Regions from separate parts of the Sus scrofa genome. Here region 1 is linked to region 2. A link is a contact called in public Hi-C data. All regions are on one chromosome and are shown on one strand. The core of a region is the stretch at or near the end of the contact, and the rest is flanking DNA. Distances in the headings are between cores, read along the strand shown. Region 1 overlaps MAST4 (microtubule-associated serine/threonine-protein kinase 4). Region 2 holds the start of MAST4 (microtubule-associated serine/threonine-protein kinase 4).

Region 1 (2,700 bases), core at 54-2,553, 110 kb after region 2:
GTGTGTGTGTGTGTGTGTTTTAGGGCCACACTTGTGGCATATGGAAGCTCGTTGGCTAGGGGTCGAATCAGAGCTGTAGCCGCCAGCCTACGCCACAGCCACAGCAATGCCAGATCCAAGCTGGGTGTGTGACCTACATGGCAGCTCACAGCAATGCCGGATCTTTAACCCCCTGAGCAAGGCCACAGATCAAACCCGCATCCTCATGGATCGTAGTCAGGTTCGTTAAACCCTGAGCCATGGAGAGAACTCCTTGAGAGCAATATTAAAACCAGTCTCATATCAACATAATAATGCTGGCTCTTGTCCACGAGAGGTTTTTGTCTGGAAAAAAGGAATCACCAGAGTGTCTGAAAACGTCCACTTAGTGACTTCTAGCTTTGTGATGCCTGCTCTCTCTGAGCCACCTTAGGTTCTTGTGGGGGTTGCAGTAAAGCGATTTTAAGCTTTAGGAAATGAGGTGTTCCACCAAAGTTGGTGCCGTACAGGCCTGTGGACTGTGAACCATTTCAACCTTGTGACTGACTTGCTTTTTCAGCCTGGCTTTTTCTAGTTGTCTACCATACAGCCTGAAACTCTCGGCTCCAAAAATATAACACAAGAAGAAAGTGCTTGTTTTCTGCTGCCTCTCTCCTTTCTTGTGTGAAGTCAGGCCTCATAGAGTTGGTGAGATCCATCTCTGCTTTGGCCCTGATGTTAATGCTTCTAGTTGAGCTTCTCTGAATTTATTAATTTTAGTTATAGAAACCATGTGACTTTGCATTCAGATTCATCTGGATCTGATTTTACTGGAGGAAGCAATGGCTATTTTTTCTTTCTTTTTTTTTTTTCTGCAGGCAGGGAAATATTTTGTGTTTCTTTTTAAACTCTCCTCTGGTATATGGAGTTAGTTATGTTTGACGATATATATCATATCAAGGTCAAAGTGTTACCGCTTTTATTCTTTTTTGACTTGATAAGAACAAAAGAGGACACTGTAGCAGCCTCTTGACCTTGTTAGGTGGGCAGAGCTTTTCTCACTCATCATTTTTGTTCCCCTTCATCTTTCTTCCCGAGACATGAGTTTTCCTGAGCCCAGTGTAATTTCTCCACTAAATTCTTAATCTACTTTGGATAATAGAAAATAGTAGATTGAATTTTTGGAAGAAGAGGAATTCCAGGTATAGAGTCTTTGTATTTGCAAAAAGATATCATCTTCCTTCTGCCTGAAGCACTGGTTTATTTTTGTTCGCCAGAGACCTCGTTCTTCCTGTTTCCAAGTCGACTTTTTGGGTTTGGTCGGCGGCCTCCTTATCTTTGTTCCTTTCCTCGCTGTGTGAGAACAGCCAAGCTCTGAGATCACTCCCAGTCAGTGCTGCCCCAAGAGGCACTTATTTTGTGAGTCATTTGGATCTAATGATTAAAAAGGAAAAAGAGCATGTAGTTTACTTTTTTTAAGGAAAAAAAAACCCTTTTGTTGATAAATAGTATTTGGAGACAAGCGTATACATATTGTATGTATACACTTGGATGAGTTTCCATGGAACACGTTTGCCTGTATAACGCACACCCGTAGTAAGGGACTCTTTCTCCAGATGCCCCCTCAGCCCTCTTCACGTCAGTGGGGGATGACTTCACTTCCTGTGGGTGACTGCTGTCCTGACCTGTGCATTAGCCTGTTTGTGACCTTGATGTGAATGACATCATGAAGCATGTCCCATGATGTGTTGCTTCACTTACTAAACTCTGTGTCCGTGAGAATCTTGTTTCTTGTTGTGTGCAACAGTAGCTTACTCTTTCTCATTTCTATGTAGTATCCCATTGCATTCATTTCCTGTTGCTTTGCAACAAATTATTCTAAAACTACTGGCTTTAAAGGACCCGTCTTATTTCTTTCACAGATGTGCTGTGAGAGCACGAAGTCCTTTTCGCTGGGCTGATGTCCATGTGTGGGCGGGCCTCCTTCCCTGTTGTAGGCTCTGAGGGGAGAATCCCTCTCCTTGTCTCCTCCAGCTCCAGTGGCCATCTGCATTCCTCAGCTTGTGGCTGCTGCTTCCATCTTGAAAGTATTTCACTGCAATATCTGCCTCCCTTTCATATCACCTCTTCTGTCATCAGATCCCCCTCTGCCTCATACACATACACACACGCTTATCCACACACACAAATATGTGATGCTTGTATGTACATCTGGGAGTCAGTCATTTGGTAAGTATAAGTTCAACCTTTAGAGTTGAGGCCAAACAGGTTTCCAAAGCAGTCGCAGCAATTTAGGCTCCTCCTAGAAGTGTAAGGGAGTGCTAGATAGCTTTTATCAAGAACAGACCATAGTTTGAACCTGATAGCTTTGCTTCACAATTGAACTCATTGATAGACAACCTCCCACCCCTGCATTTCAGACCCTTTTCTTATAATCCAGGATTTCCCAAAGTGTATTTATGTGAACAGAGTCCTGAGAGAGACCCCTGTAGGAGAAAAGCTTTCTTTTATCAAATGAATTGGAGAAATCGTGGTTCCTGCTGGGAGATTTACTTTGTAGATGAATTTGTGAAATGTTTTAAGCCTGTTCAGTTAGTTTCACCTTTATTTGACTTAAGTTTTCTAAGTGAATTTAACTTTGACTCAGTTTCCCTGTTTTGAGGTCTCAGAGAAAAAGTTCCAGAGAATAACCTTTGAAAATTCTGGAATAGGCCATAACTCAGGATTTTTTTTTTTTTTAAG
Region 2 (2,825 bases), core at 133-2,632:
CCCCACAGATAATTCCCAAGTGTCACAATGGAAGCCTGCCAGCCAGAACTGTTTTGCAGTATGCCTGTCTGTGGCAATGAGGTCACATCATATTTCCTTCCCCTTCATCTTGGGGGAGGAAACTGATTGGGACAAAGCTTGCTGTCCAACATGATGAAGCACTTTGTATGATCTATCACTTGTAAATGCCGTGATAGCATAAGAGGACTCATTAGCTGAAGGGCTTTCAACTCGAGTCCTCCAGTTCTTAAGGACCTTTGGCAAAACTGTTCTGACAAAGGGAAATCTAAGATTCTTGAGGTCTTCTGAGCTTAAGGACCTGAACTGTTTTTCTGTAACTTTTCCTCCTCCCCCCCCCCATGGCACATTGTTCCTGTAGCACCACCACAGCTTTTGAAAATTAATAATGGAGCTATATTATGCAGCATCAATCTCTTGCTTGACCAGAAGCTCCTCAAGGGCAGGGGACCTGCCTTATTCATCTTTGTATCCCCTGCAAGCACTGGGTACACATCTCAATCAATGTCTGTGGAATTGAGTCTGGCTGAATTTATATCCCAGGTCAGCAGTGCCAGAGCTCAGAATAGGATGAGAGCTAAAGGCAAGGGAGGAGTCATCTATTTTCCACTGCTGTTCTGTTTTCTTCAGGTCACCCCACCACACTGAAGGCCACCCAGGGAGGACCTTAAGGTGGTTCTACTGGTGCCCTTTGTGAAAGTGCTTTCTCCTAGTTCTTAGAGGTAAGGAAAATCAAGGAACCAGTCCCATATCTTGCTGGTTTACAGTCCGGGGCTAGGAGAAAGTAAAGAGGAAATGTGACTTCTTTTCATCCTCTGCTTTGTTGATGTGGAGAGTCAGGCAATGGTGGGCCCTGAAGCCCTCTCTAATTCAGCATTGGATCTGGCACAATACTGGCCATATTCTTAGCCCCAGTTAAATATAGGAGCATAATTTATTATTTCCCTCCCTTTCAAAAGGTACATGCCCTTAACTTTTTAATTTCCAAACAGAAATAAAGACAGAAAATAGTCTTATGAAAACAGTCTGTGTGTCCAAGCCAGGCAGTTTGTTGAAGCTTCATATATATATATATATATTTGTTCTAATTCTCCCCATAGGGAGACAAGACAGGTACAACCGTTTCCATTTCCAGCTGAGGACACTGAAGCCCAAGGAGCTAAACTGGAGAATCCGGGATCAGAGATCAGCTCCGTTTGAATCCATTCAACTATATTCCGTGAAGTTTCCCCTTTTCTCCTACAGCACGCTGATGGGCACACGTGTGTGCGTGACTGTGTGTTTGTTTCCTTTTACCCGTTAAGCCCTATTTTTCCTTCTGGCCAGTTTCCTCGATTCCACTTTTTAGAAACAAAAGTCCACTTCTTCTCCAAGGTCTCACCGCCTCCGCGTCCATCTTCCCCTGGTGTTTCCAGGACCGCCACCCACTTCTCGGCTAAATTCGGAGTCCCAACCTTTGGCTGCGATTCCTGGTTCTCCCTCCCTCCAAGGTGCAGGTTCCGGATCTAGTCCCCCAGCTCCAGCGCTCCCGCGGGACCCAGCAATTCACGCCTCGGCCCCGCCTCCCCTACCTGACGCCGGTGCGCCTGGGGCGCCGCAGCCTCCGCCCACCGGCGCGCCTGCCCTACCATTGGTTCCCCCGGCTGCCCGTCTTTTTCGCCGGCCCCGCTCAGTCCCGGAGGCAGGTTTTGCTGGAGAAGCCGCAGTCCTGGCTGCTCCGGCGCCGTGCGGGAGGACTGTGGAGTGCAGAGCGCTGACCCGCGCCGGCATGTCCCCTCGCGTGGGAGCTTCCGTCGGCCTCCAAGCTCAGGCGGCTACTAACTTGGCGGCGGGTTCCGGCGGCCCGGCCGCGGCCATGTAGTAGCCAGCGGGGCTCCCCGCAGCCCGGGAGCGGCAGCGAGAGCGAGCCGGCGCCCAGCAGTCCGCGGCTTCCCTGGGAGGCGCTAAGTGCGCGCCGCGCCCCCTCCGCCCCTTGGCTCACACTTTGGGCCCGAGAGGGAAATGGGGGAGAAAGTTTCGGAGGCGCCGGAGCCAGTGCCCCGCGGCTGCAGCGGCCACGGTGCTCGCACTCCCGTCCCTGCGGCGGCCGCCGCGTCCTCGCCGGGCGCTTCCTCAGCGGAGTCCTCCTCAGGTTCAGAAACTCTGTCGGAGGAAGGGGAGCCTGGCTTCTCTCGCGAGCAGTCGCTGCCGCCGCCGGGCGGCGCCCGGCCGCCCGCCGCGTGGGCTCCCGCGCGAGGGGTGCCCGAACGTGGAGTCCCCGCGCCGCCGCCGCTCCCCGGAGGAACCGCGCCACCCGCGACCCGGGGCAGCAGCGCATCCCAGGAGGAGCAGGAAGAGGAGGTGGGCCACGCCTTCCCACATCTTGGCCCCTCTGGTCCGCCTGCCAGGCGACCCCACCTAACCATCCCGCACGCGGGCGGTGGGCAGAGCGCATTGGAGCGTGGAGAGGGGAAGGGACCCCAGGGCTCTGTCCCGAGCCCGGGATAATGACAGGAGACGCTCTGTGGGTCCTTGATTTCCCCGTGGCTGGTGTGTGTGTGTGTGTACGTGTGTACCCCTGTGCAGCCTGAGAGCGTGCTTTTACAGTGTCAAAGCAGCAGACTCCTTAAGGTGTGGATTTGCTACGCTGGGTTTGAGATTGAATGTGATCTGGACGCCTGATTCGTCCCCACAACTTAAGACCTAGTTCTCCGAAGTGGTCGTTGCTTCCCACCGAAGCGCTGGGGTAGAGAGGGAGTGTGGGGAAGGGATGGGTGTGGGGGCAGAGTGGGTGCGTTGGGGGTTAGAGTCGGCTGCGATAGGTACCC

Evidence for each region. A called contact is a pair of places that touch in the nucleus more often than the background predicts.
Region 1: a Hi-C map of skeletal muscle shows a contact between it and region 2, with 5 times the contacts expected there. The contact joins the enhancer-like site here to the promoter of MAST4 in region 2. A contact is called at or near these places in 4 of 47 Hi-C or Micro-C datasets (adipocytes, heart right ventricle, liver and 1 more) and 1 of 2 datasets of contacts at active chromatin or transcription factors (skeletal muscle).

The regions. Positions count from the first base shown.
Region 1 is chr16:45,081,213-45,083,912 of Sscrofa11.1, forward strand. All of the region lies in intron 1 of MAST4 (microtubule-associated serine/threonine-protein kinase 4), which reads left to right. Among named protein-coding and RNA genes, the nearest start is that of MAST4, 110 kb to the left of the region's middle. Within about 2 kb of position 1,304, at least 21 of the 83 cell types and tissues checked have an H3K27ac peak or open chromatin away from gene starts, as enhancers often do. A contact at or near this core is called in liver and skeletal muscle, where this site is marked.
Region 2 is chr16:44,971,137-44,973,961 of Sscrofa11.1, forward strand. MAST4 (microtubule-associated serine/threonine-protein kinase 4) reads left to right here and starts at 1,383. Exons shown (of 29, transcript XM_021076752.1): 1 at 1,383-2,358. The coding sequence starts at 2,020.